Linked DNA regions of Zea mays: region 1 is linked to region 2. A link is a contact called in public Hi-C data. All regions are on one chromosome and are shown on one strand. The core of a region is the stretch at or near the end of the contact, and the rest is flanking DNA. Distances in the headings are between cores, read along the strand shown. Region 1 holds the start of LOC100280297. Region 2 has its middle 42 kb from the start of LOC100278747.

Evidence for each region. A called contact is a pair of places that touch in the nucleus more often than the background predicts.
Region 1: a contact with region 2 is called in a Hi-C map of ear, with 2.3 times the contacts expected there. The contact joins the promoter of LOC100280297 here to the enhancer-like site in region 2. A contact is called at or near these places in 4 of 25 Hi-C or Micro-C datasets (ear, endosperm and leaf).

Annotation. Positions count from the first base shown.
Region 1 is chr8:124,674,561-124,679,548 of Zm-B73-REFERENCE-NAM-5.0, reverse strand. LOC100280297 reads right to left here and starts at 3,189. Exons shown (of 3, transcript NM_001153224.1): 1 at 2,733-3,189; 2 at 1,691-2,601; 3 at 605-1,587. The coding sequence starts at 3,064. The coding sequence ends at 929.
Region 2 is chr8:124,587,309-124,592,366 of Zm-B73-REFERENCE-NAM-5.0, reverse strand. No RefSeq gene overlaps it. Among protein-coding and RNA genes, the nearest start is that of LOC100278747, 42 kb to the right of the region's middle. Within about 2 kb of position 2,701, at least 17 of the 20 cell types and tissues checked have an H3K27ac peak or open chromatin away from gene starts, as enhancers often do. A contact at or near this core is called in ear, endosperm and leaf, where this site is marked.

The sequences.
Region 1 (4,988 bases), core at 1,940-4,439, 87 kb before region 2:
ATGTATATATATATTTGTACAAACCTTGGGAGGCTAGGGCCAGGCCACGCCTTCCCCTCGTACAAATTCTTGGTCTCAACATGTAACTTCACTGAGGTCTAGTTTGGAAACCCCATTTTCCCACGAGTTTTTCATTTTTCAAAGGAAAATTAGTTTATTTTTATTTGGAAAATTAGAAATCCCATAGAAAAATTGGGCTGCCAAACTAGCTCTGAGAGAAGGAAGGGTGACGGATCAGGATTGACTCTGATGAACGCTGAATTATGGGTCTTAGCCTCGTAGGGCAATATAAAAATATGACGTGCCTCCTGCCCTCCTCTAGTACAGTACTTAACAGGCGATTAAGCTTATGGAGTATCATATAGACGCGCCTGCAGATCACAGGAGGATCGAACCCATGCATGCCGCTCGAGTGACCATGCATTTTCCATGCTCCAGATTGCGGGTGTACGTGTTCCACGCACAGCAGACAGCACCCTCAATGCAAGGAATTAATTAACCTCTATCTACCCTGCAAACTACTCCATGTACGGTCTCTTAGCCATGTCTGGAGGAGATAAGCTCAGAGCAGCAATCAACGTCTAAACACAACATGCCAAAATCTGTCAAAAAAACAAAAGGGCCACTCACTACTACGTACTCCAACTTTATTACAAAACCACATAAAAGAAAATAAAAAGAAACAAAAGCTAGCTCACATGATATCACGACGCGTACAATACTTAATAAGCTACCACACACCCGATGATTACCCAGCTAGATAATCATTCGATCGTAGCCATGCATGCATACATGCACACGGATAGATCAGCTATCACAATCGATCGACCACAAGATCGAGTCTCTCTCTCCCACGAACAACAACGACGGTTCCGGAATTAGCCAGCTAATTAATTAAAGTTCACTAGTATATCTCGACGGACGACGATCAGGCGACGACCGCCCCTCCTCCATTATTGCTGCCGGCGGCGGCGGCGGGCTTCTTGGCGGCGGCGTCGCTGCTCCACTGCTTACCGCCGCCGGGGCTCCACTTGGGGCACTTGGGGCTCACGTAGCTGGCCTGCACCCGCCCGTCCAGCAGCTCCACCACGGGGCCCGGGTGCACGCACCGCGGCACCTTGTACTGGTTGATGGAGGCGCCGCGGGCGAGCGCGTAGTCCATGAGCCTGTCGAACGTGCCGTCCGACACCACCCGGATCTCCAGCGGCCCGATGGAGCGGTCGGCGGCGCGGCCCTGCCGGTACACGCTGTTCAGGGCCTCCTCCACGGCCAGGCAGCAGTCCTCGAACACCGACGCCGGCACCGGCACCGGCACGTCCCCCGCGCGGAGCCGCAGCTCCCAGAACAGCACGTAGTGGCCCGGGATGGTCCCCGCGTCCGCGTAGCTCGTGTACTCCACCAGCGACGCGCCGAACGGCGCCAGGTGCTGCACCGCGCCGCTCACCGCCGCGTGAAGCTCCGCCTCGTCGGTCTTGTCGGAGTCGATGCTCAGCACCACGTTCTTCCGCCGCAGGAACTTGAACATGGGCGCCTGGTTCTTGAACCCGGCCACGCGCAGCACGTCGCCCACGCGGTAGCGGTACAGACCTGCAGTTGCACGGCGTGCGTGCGTGTACGTTCGTTAGCTAGCTAGCTAGTGTCACTGACTCATCAGCTAGCAGCTGTTCCATTTCATCACCCGCACCCGCACCTGAGTAGGTGGTGACGACGAGCTCGTACTCGTGCCCGAGCTTGACGTCGACGAGGTCCACGAGGTCGCGATGGTCGGGATCGGCGTCGTCGGTGCCGCCGGGGCCGGGCTGTGGCAAGGGCAGGAACTCGAAGTAGCACATTGTGGGGATGAGGGTGTACGCGACCTCGCTGGGCTTGCACATGGGGTTGAGGTTGATGCCGAAGTAGCTCTCGGAGGACGCGTACATGGTGCAGGTGAGCGGCAGCCCGCCGCCGTAGAACTCGAGCGTGGGGATGTACTGCGCCATGGCGCCGGTGACGATGACGTCGATGTACTTGGTGCCGGGCCACACCCTCCGGATGATCCCCTGCCACGACGGCCTGGCGCACTCGGCCTCGACGGCGTCGGCGAGCGCCGGGTCGGCGCGGAGCACCCGCGCCACGGCGGCGCGCACGGAGCGGTCGGTCACCTCGGCACCGAGCGCGCCCCTGCGGAGGTCCCGGCACAGGCGCTGCCAGTGCTTCTCCAGGAAGCGGATGGCGCGGAGGAAGCCCGACGCGAAGACGGCGCCCACGCGGAGCACGTCGGCGCGGTGCACCAGGCCGCACAGCAGCTGCGCGTACATGCTCTGGTACGCGTCCACGCAGAGGACGGCCTCGTCGGGGCTGGTGTGCACGGTGTAGGGGTCGTGCGGGCGCTCCAGGAAGTGGCGGCTCCGGTAGAAGCTCGTCAGCACGGGGCGCGCCGGGTGGCCGCCCGGCGTGCGCGACTCCGCCTTCACGAAGTAGAGGTACATGCACCTGCCCCTGTCCAGCCCCGGCACGGCCTGGCTCATCACCGGCATCAGCAGGCTGTACAGCAGCGACCGCCGGTCCATCTCGTCGGCTATCGCCGGCATCAGCTTGCGCTCCCCTCCGGACGTGCCGGAGCTGCCACCATCATCGCACGTACGGGTACGGCCATTATTACTATCACTCTTCACGCGCGCGTGCGACGTCGACATGCACATACACACACTACAGACCTCCTCACACGGCACGGGGCAGGCAGGCTGGCTCACCTGGTGAGGAACTCGCGGATGGGCTTGCCGGAGAGGATGGGCGACGTGTCCCCGTTGGCGATGCGCAGCACGTCGGGCAGGATGTCCTCGTAGGTGACGAGCGGCGCGGCGCGGCGGAACGCCTCCACGGCGCCCGGCGCGGCGCCCGAGACGCCCAGCCGCCGCAGGTACTCCGCCGGCGCGTTCTGCGCCAGGATCTCCGACAGGACGCGGCGCTGCACCTGGGCCGCCCCCGCCGTCACGCGCTCGATGTACTCGAGCAGGTCGCGGTGAGTCGCGGGCGGCGCCGCCGCCGCCGTGTCTCGCATTGTGACGACCGGCGCCTCCGGCATGCCTATGGTGCTGTGTCTTGTAGCTACTAACTACCTCGTAAGCTCTCCTCGATTCCCTCTCGCCGTGTAGAGTGCTGCCAGGTGATTAGTGGCTCAAGGCTGGCAAGTGCGATCTGGAGCTCGCGTGTGTTCTTGTGTGACAGGAGCGAGGTGTGGGTGCGCGATATTTATAGATGGGCAGCGGCAGGGCCGGGGGCTCGGGCTCGTCGTCTCTGCTCCGTGCTGCCGCTGTTCGTGTCTCGTAGCGCCTGTCCCCGTGCGTACCAAATGGAATATATATATATATATATCGCTTTGGGCCAACCCCCCCCCCCCCCCCCCCCCCCCCCCGAGATTATATTCTGGATAATGTGCATTACAGAGCGTGTGTTTGTTTCGGAAAAAGAAATCACTCACTCACTCACTCCCACGTACTGTGTGTACTGACCAAGAAGTGCTTTTAATAATTAATTATGACGACAATATGTGATGAAGCTGATGGACGTGTGTTGGTTCGACGCGCACGGAAGAAGGCGTGGTTTCTATGATGATGAGTCACGTAAATGACGTGCAGGGCCCCAACAAGTAGCGAAACCGTTCGGTTCCGGCGCGATTCAGACACACGATCTGCGTGATCTGATCTGTGTGTGATCATGAGAAGAAGAAGAAGATCGATATCGACGGAGAGTGGCAAGAACTGCCATAGACTCCATCAGAACCGGCTCTGAGGGTATGCAGGGTATGCGACTGCTCATGTCCCCAAGATCAGTAGGGTCTCTATTTATCCAGATTATGTCCAAATACATATACGTTACATCAGGGCCGTGCACACGCATATACACCCTGTACGCCCGAATAGGGCCTCCATTTTTTGGGGGCCAAATATCTCGCCCATTAGTAATACTAATTAGGTTTAGTCATTAGCATTTGTTATTTATCAATTTTGGAGATTCCGGTGGGCTGCTCGGCTGCTCTAGCACCCACTATTGGCCAGGCAACGGCATGCATCTGGCTTCTGCCTTCTACGGTCTTCGCTGCTGGCTTCTGCCTTCTACAGGCGACCAAATTTTTTGCTTTTTGACCCTCCCTCGGAAAAAAATTCACGTTTGGACCTTAGAAAATTTTAATGTCATTTTTGACCCTTTGCTCGGCGCCATAGCCTATGGCGCCGAGGTAACACAGCTTGGCGCCATAGGCTATGATGCCGAGGTACGTGTTGCGTTGGCACAAACGGATGCCGTGGCGTCGACGTGGCACCGAGCTCGGCGCCATAGATCTTGGCGCCGAGTTCACTTCTATACACAAAGCTGGTCTAGCTTAGTTGGTAAAAATAAGGCTCTTAACATTGTGGTTGTGGGTTTGAACCCTATGGTAGGTGTTTTTTAATAATACCTTTTGTCTTTGTCACTTATTTGTTTTTTTTACAGATTTTTCGTTTATGGCTCATGTTAAAGAGTGCCGAGATTTTCTTGATCGCAGGGATGCGATGCATCGGTGCTGATACAAGGTAACGGTACCGAGAGGACGGATCCTGCAAACCTCTCGCTTGGTGGGTTCAATGTCATCGATGCAGCAAAGAGGTTGCTTGAAGCTGTGTGCCCTGCGACTGTTTCTTGCAGCGACATTGTCGTCCTCGCCGCAAGAGATGCTGTTGTATTTGTAAGTAACAGTCCAACCAGATCAAACCTCTTGGCTTTTTTTTCTATGCTAATAATGTACTCAAAACTGTATGTACGCTCCAATAGCTACCTTGGTGCTGAACTTGAACATGGAACATCTCGTACAAACAATAGTACCAATCTTAACTACCTAGCTGAACATAGGCCAACACAGAATCTCGCTAATAAATGCTTAAGGGATTAAATCTCTACGCCATCAATGATTGATTGTTTCTGGCCCCACACATATATATGGTACGTTGGGAGTGTGACCAAACATCTGCATG
Region 2 (5,058 bases), core at 1,452-3,951:
TGAAAACTTAAAAAGCCAAGCAAGTGTTGTTGCGCGCAGGCTAAAAGTTGGGTGAGTAAAAGCAGATGGCAAGGAAGCGTGCCAAATAAACTGGTGGTGAGCTCTTATTTATACACCTAGTGCGTTGAAAACTGGAGGGTCCCGCTTGTCAAAGACTGTTGCTATTCTAGCAAAGGGAAGATGTTTTTTCGGACCTTCGGCTTAAAGCCTTCGTCCATATCACAATATGAATTTATCATTCCAGCAAATTAATATTGCGAGGGGCTACTGTTGGGGGCCTTCGGCTTCCGAAGGTCCTCAAAAACATGATTTGACAATGTTTTCCAAGTAAAATATGTGAACAGGTATCTTCGGAATTGAGCCACGAGAATACAAGAATATGGTCAAGACGAAGCTCGAGTAGGACGGAAGGCGATCATGACGAAGGATAAGATGATCACGAAGCTATGCGCAGAAAGAGCTTCGGCATGACAGCAGAAAAGGGGAACCGACTTATATGATGAAAAGCCAAATTAGACCTCGAGGAGTCACTATAGAGTTATTGATAAATGTAAAGGGCATTAATGTAATTCTCCACGGGCTGTGTCCTGTGCCTATAAATAGATGAACAGTACTCCCGTACTGTTCACGCTGATCTGGCATTTGCTTTTCGCATCACGCCTGCACCTTTACTTTTCGACAATTCGAAGGTACATTTATAATTTGTTATTATGACTCTGATAATACAAAATAAAAATAAGTTGATGATAATATTTGCATTATTATTCGTATTTCATGTATGTATTCTTCTTCATCATCCGTAGAACTTACGAAGGACTCTTCCTTCATAACCTTCGTCCGGAATTCATTATATCCGAAGGGATAGAATGTCTTGAAAGGACGAAGGACTTTAATATTTAACACTTTTTATGTTGGCTTGTTCTTAATTCGAAGCATTTGAGAACGAGTCTCCAACAGTCCCTTAAATTCTCTGCCTTGGTAATTAAACATAGAAAAGGAAAACATTAGTAGATCAAGGGAGGGTCAAATTTTGTGATCCTTTATGCGTAGAATGGAGTTAATAACAAAATGTGACTCTCACATTACATGGACTAATCTCTCCTTATTGCACCTAGATGGTTAGAGAGGGTGTGAATATCCTATAAAAATTATACTATAACCTCGCAAGACATTTGAGAAAAGTTTGATCAATACAAAAATGGTGTTGAAGCAACTACTCCTAATTCGCTCTATGCAATCCTTTAAATAATTCTAGTAGTTTGATCTTTAGTTTATATTGACCAATGCAAGCTACTTACTTAGAAAGAGATATTAATCAACATTTACTGCTAGTTATGATCTACATAAGGCTAGTTGAGCAAATATCATGCAAAAGGACATAAATGTACTTACAAGAGTAAGTATAGTGAGCAAACCATACGAGGCAAGAAATGACATGAGATACATCTCCGATATTTAGTTGCTTATCGGTAATCTACGTCCTCGTTTGTGGCAAGTCTAGGCTAGATGATTCACACGCTAATTAGTATCACACGCCAATCTCACAAATAGTGCTCCATAAGAACCACACTGAAGAGGCGCTCCAGTTAGCCACTTTTTCACTAAAGTTGCTCTTCGCAAGTCTTCCATCGGGAATGAGCACATGATCCCCTTACAAATGATGATCAAAGCCTACAATAATATCCAATGACCACTCAATGATCCCACAAACTCTGAGCCATCCTAGGTGATGACAATCACCAATAGTAATAAGAGCATGACTAGCCCAAGTCACTCCACTATTGTCACGATATGCAACATGTTTGGTTTGAGGAATAAGATAGTCCACCATATTCTCACCCCTCACTTTCTTGTTTGGTTTGTGAAATGGAATGAGTTGATTCGTTACTATTTAATTCTCCGTAGCTAATAATTAGTAATAATTTGAGGAAAGAGTTCATTACACCAAATTTGTGAAGTGGACTCATAATGCATTACCTTATCGCATTGGTTCTTCAAACCAAATACTTGTAGAGAGGAGTTAGAGGACTATCTAGCTCGCTGGAGATGGCAACGTTGCACGATGCAACTGCCGGCGGCATTTCTGATCTACCCCGTGCCGCCGCCACCGCTATTTTGCAGGCAGCGCAAGGAGAGCGAGAAAAGGTCTACTTTGGATCAAAGGATAATTTTCTGGATCCTACGTTTTCCCTATATTTTTGTACTACCGATTCCTGTGAAATTACTATACCGTTTCTATAAATTTCCTACGTTCGTTCTAAAGTAGTCCTAATACGGTCCGGGCGTCATTGCGTCATGACGCCTCACCTACTACTAGCTAGCAGCTAGCCTTTCCCACGGCCGGCCACTGAGCCGGTGCGCGCGGCAGTTGCAGTCTGTCTGTTGGATTGCATACTTTGCGTTGCATTGCATGGATGGCCATACCGGCGACGCCCGTTGCGCTCGTGTTTCTGGAATATGAATACCACGGAGCCAGAGCATGACTCCAGGCCAGCATCTGCTGCGCCGTACGTCCCGCACGAATCGCATCCAAGTGGTCGAGTCAAAAAAGCGGCCGCGCGAGAGCACGCAACGCAACTAGTACGTGTGCATGCATCCCGCTCCCGGCAACGCTTGCTTGGCTGGTTGGCGCTGCCGATGTGCGCCACGATTTCCAGATCACGCCCCGCGCGCTTTCCGGCTGACACGACGCGAGGCAGCTCGATCGCCTAGCTAGTGCGCGGGCGCATGCATGGTGGCTGGCCCTATACGGCACGGCTACTACGCCTGCTAGCTCGATCGTCGCGTCGCGTCGCGTCATACAAAAAAATCGGCACGAAATAATACGAATCATCTGTCCTGCTGCTGCCATGTCTCGAGCTACTCCGATTGCATGCATTTTCGTTGAAAGCGACACCGTGCCAGTGCCAGCCCAAGATCAAGGTTCTCTATTCTGTGCCGCAGACTTGTTTTCCACCCCTACCAGCGATCTTGCGTACGAAGCGAACAAACTGTACTCTTGCGTACAAAACGAACACACTTGGGACCGTCCGCGCGCGCGGCTGCCAATAATGGCATGGCCACGGCATGCATGCAAGCACGCGGCACCGCGCGGGCCACGGCCGGCGGAAAGTACGTGTAGACGACGACAGAGAGGGGGGCCTCAGCCCTCAGCCAGCGCGGGGGGCGACGACCGATCACGTCCTGAGTCCCCACCCGGTGACATGTCGGGACATTCCTTTTGGCTGCCCCTCCCCTGCGCCGCGGCCGGCACATGGCTGCCACCCGCCCGGCCGGTGTGCCCCAGCTTACTCACTCCCCAGTCCCAACTCCCAAGCCTCGCTCCTCTCCTCCGTGCGCGTGGCTGGGGGCTCCAGCGAGTATGATGAACTGACCGTGCCCATCGTCCGTGCGTGCGGTCGCTGTCCGTGGCCCGCCTTTGCAAAAGGCGGAGCCGGCAGGGCATCTGCGGCCGTGGCCTCTCAACGTGCGCGCCCGCCCGCGTACGCCCTCGTCTGTCTTCCTAAAGCCTCACGAGCCCTATCCGCTCCCACGTCAATCAACCAACCCGTCTCGTCCATGCGTTCATTGCAGCTCTGTGTGCCGCTGCATGCTTCGCTGTTCGATCGAGGGCGTGGTGGCCACGGCGGCGGCGGCGTCAGTCATCACACAGCACTCCAGCGGATAGGAGCAGCAGCCGCTTAGACATGGACCTGCTCTCCATATCTCCTAGATATGAAGGAGTAGGTGCACGCAGGGGGTATCAGTATCAATGTCCCTGGCCGCTCGCGTTATATGCTCGTGCCCCGCTCTTCTTTCGTCGATCGTCTACTACTGACAGGACTGGCTCATCAGAACCTTTCCAACACGCAGTAGGACTGAAAGAAAAATGTGGCAATAAAAGAAAACGCGGAACATAGTATACTCACGAAACTGACCTAGAGATCGGTCAACCGACATTAATTTTAGGTGATGTTTGCTTCACAAGTTAATTTATAACGTACTGGATAACTGATAACATTAAACTATGTTTATTTAAGTCTAACCGTAATCAAGTACCACCCTAAGAATTGATATCATACCAGCCTATTCAAACTTATTACCGCGAGTGTGAATTGCTATTTACGTTACATTTTGTTACTCACCGATAGACCCTTGAGCATCTTTTGTGAAGATGCATCGAAGAGAATCACGTGGATGTTGTTCTAGGATCCTCAGAACCAGCAAAAACACCGTGAAATCCCTCTAGGAGACGTGACGAACAACAAAGTAGAGTACAACAAGAGGATAAAAGAGATTGTTGGATAGAAGATCTCTAGCGGAAGGTCCATATTAACAAAAAGTCATTATTTTTACATATTTTTTAAGGAAAGTACCTTTAAACCGTTGAATTAAGCAGAGCTTCGAACTAACCGACAACACTAACTTGGTCGAAGACGAGAGAAAGACAAAGCCCAATCGTCGTCGAAAAAATTAGAGGGGAGAAGTTACAAAGAGGGAAGAAAATACGTGCATGACACACCTCTTCTGTAAAAATACATGATTACACATCTCCAATTACGTGGAACCATTGTATAGGATAAATGGTAGTCTTGTAATTCCATACAAAAATACACTTGACCTTGTAAATAGATGAATAATGCCACAGCTATAGCGACCATCTATTTTGTACTCTCGCGCATGTAGCCACTTCTCCCGAGAGAACTCCCGAAGGTATAATAATAAGAACAAAGATTTGCTATGTGTGTGTTTCTTTTTTTGATTTGTTATAGAATGAAGTTATACTTCATGAAGGAATGAGAAATGAAGTGAAGTGTTAAGTGAACAATTACCTTCGGTTTATATCTTGATTGCACTGACCCTTATCGAATAATGAAGTGATCTTAAGTACCAATACTTCATGTCTTTTATCTGACCTCCCCAAATTGCACCTTCGAAAAGGGGATGCTATAACTTGATAATCATGTTGTTTAGTTGTGTTTCTTTATAGAATATCAATAGATCCACAACATTTGGCGCCCACCTCTGATGATCTCATCGGCGACCACGATCATGCCCCCCACGAAAGGAGAAGGAAAG